Regions from separate parts of the Zea mays genome. Here region 2 is linked to region 1. Evidence: chromatin contacts called from public Hi-C data. All regions are on one chromosome and are shown on one strand. The core of a region is the stretch at or near the end of the contact, and the rest is flanking DNA. Distances in the headings are between cores, read along the strand shown. Region 1 overlaps LOC100274067. Region 2 has its middle 34 kb from the start of LOC109943045.

Evidence for each region. A called contact is a pair of places that touch in the nucleus more often than the background predicts.
Region 2: a Hi-C map of leaf shows a contact between it and region 1, with 5 times the contacts expected there. The contact joins two enhancer-like sites. A contact is called at or near these places in 4 of 25 Hi-C or Micro-C datasets (ear, endosperm, leaf and 1 more).

Annotation. Positions count from the first base shown.
Region 1 is chr10:20,653,740-20,658,612 of Zm-B73-REFERENCE-NAM-5.0, reverse strand. It overlaps LOC100274067, which reads right to left. Exons shown (of 19, transcript NM_001360531.1): 15 at 4,804-4,873; 16 at 4,620-4,696; 17 at 4,221-4,371; 18 at 3,948-4,080; 19 at 2,060-3,212. The coding sequence ends at 2,308. Among protein-coding and RNA genes, the nearest start is that of LOC103640930, 56 kb to the right of the region's middle. Within about 2 kb of position 2,387, at least 6 of the 20 cell types and tissues checked have an H3K27ac peak or open chromatin away from gene starts, as enhancers often do. A contact at or near this core is called in leaf, where this site is marked.
Region 2 is chr10:20,896,649-20,901,521 of Zm-B73-REFERENCE-NAM-5.0, reverse strand. No RefSeq gene overlaps it. Among protein-coding and RNA genes, the nearest start is that of LOC109943045, 34 kb to the right of the region's middle. Within about 2 kb of position 2,266, at least 18 of the 20 cell types and tissues checked have an H3K27ac peak or open chromatin away from gene starts, as enhancers often do. A contact at or near this core is called in leaf, where this site is marked.

The sequences.
Region 1 (4,873 bases), core at 1,138-3,637:
TGAGCAGTTCAGAGTTGATCTCCCTGGTGCACCGGACACTGCCCGGTGGCACACCGGACAGTCCGGTGCGCCATACCAGGGCAGCCTTCGGTTGGTTTTGCTCCTTTCTTTTTGAACCCAAACTTTAACTTTTTATTGGTTTGTGTTGAATCTTTGGCACCTGTAGAACATGTAATCTAGAGCAAACTAGTTATTCCAATTATTTGTGTTGGGCAATTCAACCACCAAAATCATTTAGGAAAAGGTTTGACCCTATTTCCCTTTCAGAAACTCACCACTTTCTCAAGTTTTCACAAGGATTTCAGTTTTGCCCAAACTAAGTCCAAAAAACACTTTTCTCTACAAAATGAGTTAGAGTGCAAACACAAGTACTAGAAACATTGTAATATCCATATGTAACATACCTAAGGGTTCAAACCTCACAGTTTTACCCTTTTACACAAAGTTGCAATTCCTGGCCTCTTTTGAGCTCATTTGGACTTAAGCATCTTCAAATTGCATTTAGTGAACATGTATTCATACACTTAGTACACAAGTTAGTCCAAGATGAGTCAACCGACACCTAGATTTGAACCTAACCTAACCCTAGACAATCTAAGATCCTTTATCAAACCTGCTCTACTCTCATTTCGAGTCAAGAGATAGATAAATAGTCACATCGCATTAAACTGATCGGGGGCGCTCGTAGTGACTTAAGGGGTCGAAACCAAGAAGTGGCTTATTTATACCAAGCATTCCTCTTATGGCTAGATCCAATATCCTGGTCCCTGCAGAAAGAAAAAAAAAGAATGCCACGTTCTTCCTTTCAGGAATGGAGGATTAGGGAGAGGATAAAGGATTTTTAGTTGGGATGTAGACATGATCAATAGAACTCGGCTAGATCCGAGCTAGGATAGTGGCGCCCATTCCTAATCAGTTCAAAAAAGGTTTGCTCATGCTGGAGGTACTAACCACTTAGTGATCGATCCACTAGTTCACACAAACCTGAAGAAGTTATCACAGACTTGCACGTGCGGTTCTAGCCAAGCTTTCCTTCTGTATCTAATAACATTGCTTCTTGCCGTCGGGCACCTCTCCTAACTAATGCCCATTTATTCTAGAATATTTTTTAGGAGGGACAATTTTACCAAATCCTTCTATTTTTAAGTACGCCTAGTACCATTTCAATGTGTTTCGATTCTTTCGAAAACGAGAGGTTTGATGCTTTTGAATTCATTGATCAGTAAACCTACGGTTCTGGTAAAGTCGGGACTGTGGTCGTCTGGCTCCACTTTGCTGGCTGATAAGATCACTGGGATTGACCAGCCAGCTCGATAGATTTGGCTATTCCTTTTTATTGAAAGAGTCAGACGACCACGGTCCTGACTTTACACAAAAAAAGTGGAAGCTTCTTTGACTCTCATGTTCTCCAAAGAATCCTTTCTCCTTCTACAGGCCATGGAAACTCATCGTGTGTTTAGTTAGGTTGTGACCGTGAAAAAGCTAATTTGGACTATTAGCTATGAAAATAACTGTTGTGGCTGTGAACTGTTAAAAAACAAAAAATCGTTTGGTGAAAACCACTAAAAATCATTAAAAATTATTTCATATATATTTCATAGTTCTATCCTAAAACCACTAAAAACAGATCCTAAGGTGCTTTTAGTTTTACACCGTGAGAAAGTCGGCTTTTAGAAAAGCTGCTTTCTAAATGCTTTCAGTTTTATAAAGTGTTTTTTCAGACTTTATATAACCTTGATATATGAACTTGAAAATTTAATAAAGCTTCCTTTATAAAAAAATAAAAAGCTGGTTTATATTAGTTTGGCTTTTAGTAGCTTTTAAGGGAAAAAAGCCAAGGTCAAAAATCAAACCGAACACAAACTAACGTTCTCCGAAGAATCCTTTCCGCTTCCATCGGCCACGGCCTCTTAGCCGCTTCTCGGCTGCGGTTGAAAGGCTGCTCCCCCACAATCGCTTCGGCCGCCGGGCGGTTGTTTACGAGAATCCAATTCTGGTGGGCAGAAGCGGCCAAGAAGCTAAAACAAACAGGCCTATACGTCATATAGATTTTCAAACAGTCGAAAAAATAGGTACCATCGAAATAGAATAGCATGTGGCTCCCACATGTAATAGTAAGTTCTTTAGTTCACAAAATTGATACAAGTTAGTGAATGGCTAAACCTGTGCCAATAAATTATTATTTTACCTGAGATAGCATATTAAAAAAGACTCGATCACTGCTACGCGTGCTACGAAGTCCATATATTTCTTCAGCCAGTATCCATTTTTATTCAGCTAGCCAGGTAACCACACAAAACTTTTTGTTTATTGTGGTTGTGGCCTGCTCTGAACTATAAATATATCGGGGCCAACCAGGCAACCTTCCACATCTTGGGCACTTCCAAACTTCTGTTCCAGATACTGTCCAATGGCGGCAAGGCGCTGACCAAACTGCTCCCTAAAGGTTGCATCAACAGATAACGGCTTCTTGCTGTAGTCTACGGTCCTACGACTCATTTCACCATCGGTAGGGCCAGAGTTGAGCACCATAAGCTCTTCACTGAAATTCGCAAAAGCTAGAGTTGTGACTTTGCCATCAAGCTTGTGACATGAGAGTCTCCATGGAGTGCCACGGGTACCAGAAGCGAGGGTTTCTCCAAGACCAGGGGCAACCTCAGCCTCTACTAATTTGGGATCATGGTCAACTGGGCTAATTGTATGAAGCACAAAAGAGAGATCTGGCTGCAGCATTTCCTGCACGAGAACCGCCATCTTTGCGTCTCTCTGAGGTACACCGGCTGCTCGACGGCTAAGGATTGCTCTCCTTGTGTATAATGATGCCCAAACCTGTCCAACCGCAGCTCCAAAGGATCTAGGGTCAGAGAGACTGACATTAGGAATTGATTCATAGAGTCCAGCAGCAGACATTCCAGCCAAATCCTCCACATTAGCAGTAGATCTCACAATTAGTCGAACATTCTGATCAAATGTTTTCTTCAAAGATTCAATGATTTCTTCCGATGGAGAAAGAAGTGAAACAGTTGCTTGAAGCTTCGAGGATAGGCTATCAAGTTCACCATTTTCAATTTGAGCTGTTTCGATCCTCTCTAGAAGATTAGTGTAGGATTTGAGTGATCCACTTTTCTTCAAGGCGTCCTCCATGGATCCAAAAGGAATCACAGCACCTGCAGGAACTCTGAATGCTGCTGGAGTTCCTTGGTCATTGTAAACTGCCCAATAATCAATGAAAAATGTAAGATAATAGGAAATGAAACATAAGATTTTCAAGAAAGCAGTTCTACCGTACTACTATAAGCTTGCAGTTCTGTTGTACTCATATAAGTTTTTTCTTATCTTAATGTACATAATGTACAAGGTCTATGGATCCATAAACACAATCATACAGCAGAAACGACCTTTTATTCTCGAACTATGCAGGAGAGCTGCGCGTCATTTTATTAACGTAGAAAAATGTAGTACAAGAGTCTAGTAGAACCCAAACCCAAGTAGAACGAACATAGACACACCACACGCCAGGAACTAGGCTAGATTTGTGCCACAATCTACAAAAACGACCTTAACAGTATCTTTTTTTTTTCCATTCTAGCACATAAAAAGCTATCACAACGTTCTTAGTTATTGTTACATGAAAACTAGGCTTATTCTTGATCACCTTGGTTAAACACTATATTTAATCATTTGTTATTCATTAAAGGAGTGTACAGCATTATGAGCTAGATTTACATGCTTTGAATGATACCATCGGTGCATATATTCTACAAATATGGATGGGTGGAATGCAAGTTATCTGCCCTGTTTAATACTTCTCTGTTAATAACCAGCAACATACTAATAACATCCAGGCAAATTAACTGGTTGTATAAATGATAACTACCTTGATTCACAACACAGTAGGTAACACAAATCGACATGAATTTGATGGATATTACAACTGGAATCGGTACCTTTATTTGACATTGAGGAAAGAACCGAAAGAGTTCCACATGCAGCAGCTTTTGCACCAGATGATTCAATCGATGCCTCTGAAAGCTCGAGCACACCAGACATACCATTTGCTACGGAAGTATAGCTCTTTTGCTGAAGTGAAGGTCCCTTAGAGTTAGGGAAAAGAAAAAAAGTAGGAGCAAGTATAAAAACATGTGTTGTAACATGTAGTTAGCAAGATGTGGTGGATTGGCATGCTTTGATTACATGATTTGAGGCAAAAGAAAGTTAACCTCAGACAATTCTAACTTCTTGTCTGTAGTCAATAGTGAGAATTGCTGTGCAAATAGATCTCCTCCAGCGGATGGCTCTGAAGACATGGCAGCACAGTCATCTTTGTTTGATACAACTGAAAGATCAACATTATTGGATGATGCACCCAACCTGAAAAAGAAACACAAAAACTCACTAAATAAATTCACGTAGAGGGTGCATAGGAGTAGCATGCTACTACAATACCACTAAGTGGTGCTTAATTAGCAGTCAGGTTTACTATGAGGGGGCCATCTTTCCTGTTTTTTTCTCATACAGTGGCCATAAATAAATATGTTCATTTAATGTTTTTTCAGGACATGCGAGCCAACACAGTCCATATCAGAATGGAATGAAATGTTAGTAAAATAGAACCTAACCTGACATGTTTTCCCTCAAGTAACCTCATGTTTTTAATCGTGTCATCGTCTTCACAAGTTACAAATACAACTTTCTCCTGGAAACATATGTAAGTAGCATTCTTTTTTTCTTTTCCAAAAAAATGCAGTGGAATTCATTAAAAACGAAACAGTATTTAAATAAAATGAGGCTTTTGGTACGAACTTGACGAGCTCTAACACCAAGATGTGATAGGTGAGGTAATTCTTGTAGAAGAACAACGCCCACTATGTTA
Region 2 (4,873 bases), core at 1,017-3,516, 240 kb before region 1:
AATTAACTCAAACATGTGCAACACTTCAAAGAATATTCTAAGCTCAGCATGATGCAACATGTCATGACTCATAAGGTTTTGACAAAAATAAATAATTAATCTCTACTAGTTTAAGCTATTTATGATCAAAAGGAAAAAGGGAGAGATGATCTAGAGAGAGAGAAAGCCTAGAGTGAGAAAAAGGAAGAGTAACACATGATTTTGAGTGATAAATATAACGGAGTTTTATACCCCCAAAATCAGGGTTTTACAGTAAGTCTAGCTGAGTATTAGTATACTCAGCCTTGCTTGTGGCACAATTTTTGCAGGTACGCTACAGAACATGGTTGATGGTGTGACTTGGCCTTCCACCCTGCCACCGGGTTGGACGGTCGAGTGGGATGTTGCTCTGGTAGGAGAGGAGCAGGAGGAGTAGTGGGTTAGGCCTTGCCCTATTCCTCAGCATTCGACGTTATCGATTATCCGCTGCACTTCATTTATGAACTTGTTCCCTTTCACCAAGAACTCCGATTTATGTAATAACTCCAGTACTTAATTGTGGTTTCATGCTTTATTGTATTTTCCTCTGTGACTCAACTTCGAGTGAGCTAGTGGTATTTGATCCCGGGGAAGTGGCTTCATCAGACTAGATCTGAGGGACTGACGGGTTATTCCGATTTAACTGTGTTGCTGCCTCTAAGGCGTGACTTGGGCACTTAAGCTGGAATAATTCAGACGGCTCCGCCACAGCTACGACACGATTTCGAGGCGTTCAAAGTATGAGTCACTTCGGACAGGGGTCTGGGAGAATTGTTCAGGAACCCGGAGGCATGCGCAAGAATTGCGAAATGGACAGTTGAAATGTCCGGGTACCGCATCATCTTTGAGCCCAGAACGGCAATCAAGTCACAAGTCTTGGCGGACTTCATCGTCGACTGGACAGGACCTATGGGGCCCCAGCAAGAACACTCAAAAAAAGTCTGGACCATCCACTACGATGGCGCATGGTGCCATACGGGGGCAGGCGCCGCGGCGATTATCACATCACCCGCCATTGTCAAGTACAGATACGCCGCGTGCCTCAGCTTTGCTCTAGGGTCCGACAGGTGCACTAACAACATAGCAGAATACGAAGTCGTCATCCTGGTACTTCGCAAAATACGGGCCCTCGGCGTCATCACATGCATCATCAGAACAGACTCCAAGTTCGTCGCTGGCCAGATCGAAAAGGAGTACTTAGCAAAGGAGCCTGTGCTCATACAATACATCACCGCCGTCTGTGGCCTCGAAAAACAATTCAAGGGTTTCACCCTGCAGCATGTCGAGCGCAACAAGAACGAAGAGGCCGATGCGTTGGCCAAGGCAGCAGCCAAGGGCGGGCCCCGCCCTCTGACGTTGTAAAGCCCAAAATTGGTAGGAAATAATAACAATGATGATGAAGTAAATAAATGAATAATGTTTTAGGGATTTTTGAGACCTGTGGATGTTATTTGATCTCCTCTACTTTTGAACATTCAACTAAATGGAATTAAGTTAGCCAAATAACAAAATAATTAAATACAAAAATATGAGCTTCATGATAAAGCTCTTGCATTTTGTATTTGCATTCAAATTGTGAGACAAGCTCAAAATTAGGAAATTGGAAGTTGGAAATAGAAATAGAAAATAAAAGAGAATGGAAAGAAAATTTTACTTAAGCCATTTATTTCTCCCAAAAATAAATAATAAGGAAAAGAATAAATATTGTTATCACAAACAGTAAAGTTTAGATTCACAGCAGTATTAATTTTGACGCTTGGAATCGGAAATTCAAAATAGGGATTTGAATTTGGTTTAAATGCTTCAAATTGGAAATAGGAATAGAGAAAAAAATAAGGGAATTCGGATTGGGTCAGATAGGAATTTCCCCGTCCTTCCCTTACCTCGGCCCAGTACCATTTCACTCGCGCGGCCCAGTACCACACGCGCGCCTGAGCCAAATTCCTCACTGCCTCTTGGACCCGCCCCGTCGGGTCGTCCTCTTCCTGGGAATCAGACGCGGGTGCGCAACAGAATCCGCGAGCTTGGCGCAACTGTCTCCTGCCGATCTCCTCGCCGTGGAACCCGCGGCCCCCCTGGACTCGATCCTCGCAGGACTGCCTATAAAACCCGGCCGCCGCCCCTGCCCATCACCAGAAAGCCACCGGGCGCCGACCAGAGAGAGAGATAGAGCTTGGAGCCGTCATGTGCTGTCGTGCTGGTGGTCCACCGTCGCTACCGTTTCGACCTCGGGAAGCAGTGTAGGGTCGTGGTTGGAAACTGTCGCCGAACCTCAACGAACAAGCCGTGACGCACAATGGACTGGGTCCCCCTGCATACCACCGGTAAAAGTCCTTCAATGACGTTCTGTATCATCCAGATTTTAGCAGCGTCGGTCTGTTTTAAGTTCGATGCACTGGAGCGCCTGCATACGCTACGCCGTTGAGGTCTCCACCGGTGTGCGTCTTCGCTCCTGTAGCCGGGTCGTACGTGATTCTACCGTAGTGCGTAAGGCCGGTGGAAAAGTGATATGCACGTTTGATCCACCTCTCGATCCTCTGCGTCTGCAAGGCTGCAAAAGGTTGTGACCCTTTGTGTGGCCTCCTTACGACCAATAGAAACACGCCACATCAATAAATTCGAGATCTATAAATTAGACGATATATTTTGCGTTATAAATCCAATTTACTCCATTCTAGTTATGTTATATTTGTATTAATGATGTCCATGTATTAAAAATATTATTTCATCATTACAAATGTTTTCAATAATTAACTAATTAAATATTTGTTTAATTAACGTTAATTAGCAAGGTAATCTAGTTAATATAATTTTTAGTTCTAACCTACACTTTTTATAAATAATTGTTAAATTGATTAATACCGACTCAAATATTTTTATCTGCTTAGTTTAAATGCAATATCTGTTAGGTCCCATTTGTTAGATCAATTGTGTCTAAAAAAACAATCTTGTTCTATCCACGATCTCGTAGAAGCCTGTAGAATATTCTTACACTATTTGTTCTTATGTTTGGTGTGATGTTAGATTTGCCTATACACTGTTTGTTTGTATTGCTACAACTAGCGCGAGGTTACGAGTCACCTGAAGAGCAAGTTGGTACCTGGAATCTCAAGTCCCAGGCAAGTTGTGCCCTTGATCACTTCTTTTTACCCAATCATGTTCTAATTAATCATAATGATCTGTATAGGTTAATTTTGATGGGACCCAATAGGTTACCCTAGTTTGACTATCTTTATACCATGTTCACCACGGAATTTTGGGTAGTACCTGCTGTTGCTTTATGTGGTTTTGGGTATAGAGATACACACTATTCATGATTATACTTTTATTATCAGCTGTTATTTACTGTTCATGTTAAGATCATTATGTTAATTGGAACATGGAGAACCACCCGGGAAAACAGTGCTACCACAAGGGTGGAATGGGACGCCCTTGGCTGACTAACTAGGAAAGCTAGTGGAGGACTACCTTGCCCGAAAGGGGAAAGGGCAGTAGGGGAGTGGTCAGTGTAGGGAGGTCCTCGGGTTGATTTTGCTGCGATGGCGGTCAGGCGAGTGATTACTGCATTGGAGCTTCCTATAAACTGTAGCGGGTTTTCTGAAGCTAGTGAAACTTTGTAAAGGCCTCGTAGTGTTACCCCGCCTCGCCTCCTCGGTAGAGGTGTATGGGATTGACGTCTCTCGGCAGATGGGTAACATGACTTGTGGGTAAAGATGCGCAACCTCTGCATAGTGTAAAACTGGTATACTAGCCGTGCTCACGGTCATGAGCAGCTCGGACACTCATATGATTAATTTATGGAACTTAAATTCAATTTGTCATATGCATTGCATCGCAGGTGTTGTTATTACTTTTGTTCTACTACTTAATTGGGTTGGTGATTATGTTCGCGCCCGGGTCTTTGCCCTGAAACCCAGGTGCGACAGACGTGTTCTACCACGTCATCGGCACACCAACCGTCCGCAACCCTAAAGGCTTGCAAATAACTCAAGACGTCGAGGGCCACTGAATCGTCAACCTCATAATGGCCGAAGACTGGCGGGCCCTAATAACACTATACCTCCAGGGCCATTACCATCCAACCGGTCGAAATGAAGCCAAACGACTGAAACACAGGAGCAGAGATTTTGCAATAGTCGAGGGTCAGCTTTACAAAAAGGGCATCAGCCAGCCTATGCTGAAATGCATAACCGAAACCGAAGGCCTTCAGATACTTCGTGAAGTCCATGGCGGAACCTGTGGGTCACCCTTAGGGCCCAGGGCCCTCGTAGCCAAGGTGATTCGTCAGGGATTTTATTGGCCCGCGATAATATGCATGGAAAACCGAGTCACCAGGTCATGCGAAGCATGCCAAAAATTCTCCCCTCGCTCAGGCGCCCCTTCGCAATTCGCCAAGTTCATCGCCCACACCTGGCCACTTCAGCGTTGGGGGCTGGACATCGTTGGGCCACTGCCTACAACTCAAGGGAACCTAAAGTTCACCTTCGTCGTCGTCGAATATTTTACCAAGTGGATCGAGGCTAGAGCAGTCTCCACGATTACAGCGAAGACCGCCCAAAAATTCTTCTAGCAAAACATTGTCTGCCGGTTCGGAGTCCTGTCCAAGCTAACAGTCGACAACGGCAAACAGTTCGACAACCAAGACTTCTGGGAATCTGCAGTTCCATCGGCACAAAGCCAGTCTTCGCCTCTGTCTACCACCCACAATCCAACGACGTCGTCGAACGTGCCAATGGCAAGATTTTTATTGCCGTTAAGAAAAGGCTCCTTGACGACAAAAAAGGGCAAATGGGCAAACCAATTACCCGAAGTCATATGGGCACTGAATACGACAGAGTGTCGAGCAACCGGCTTC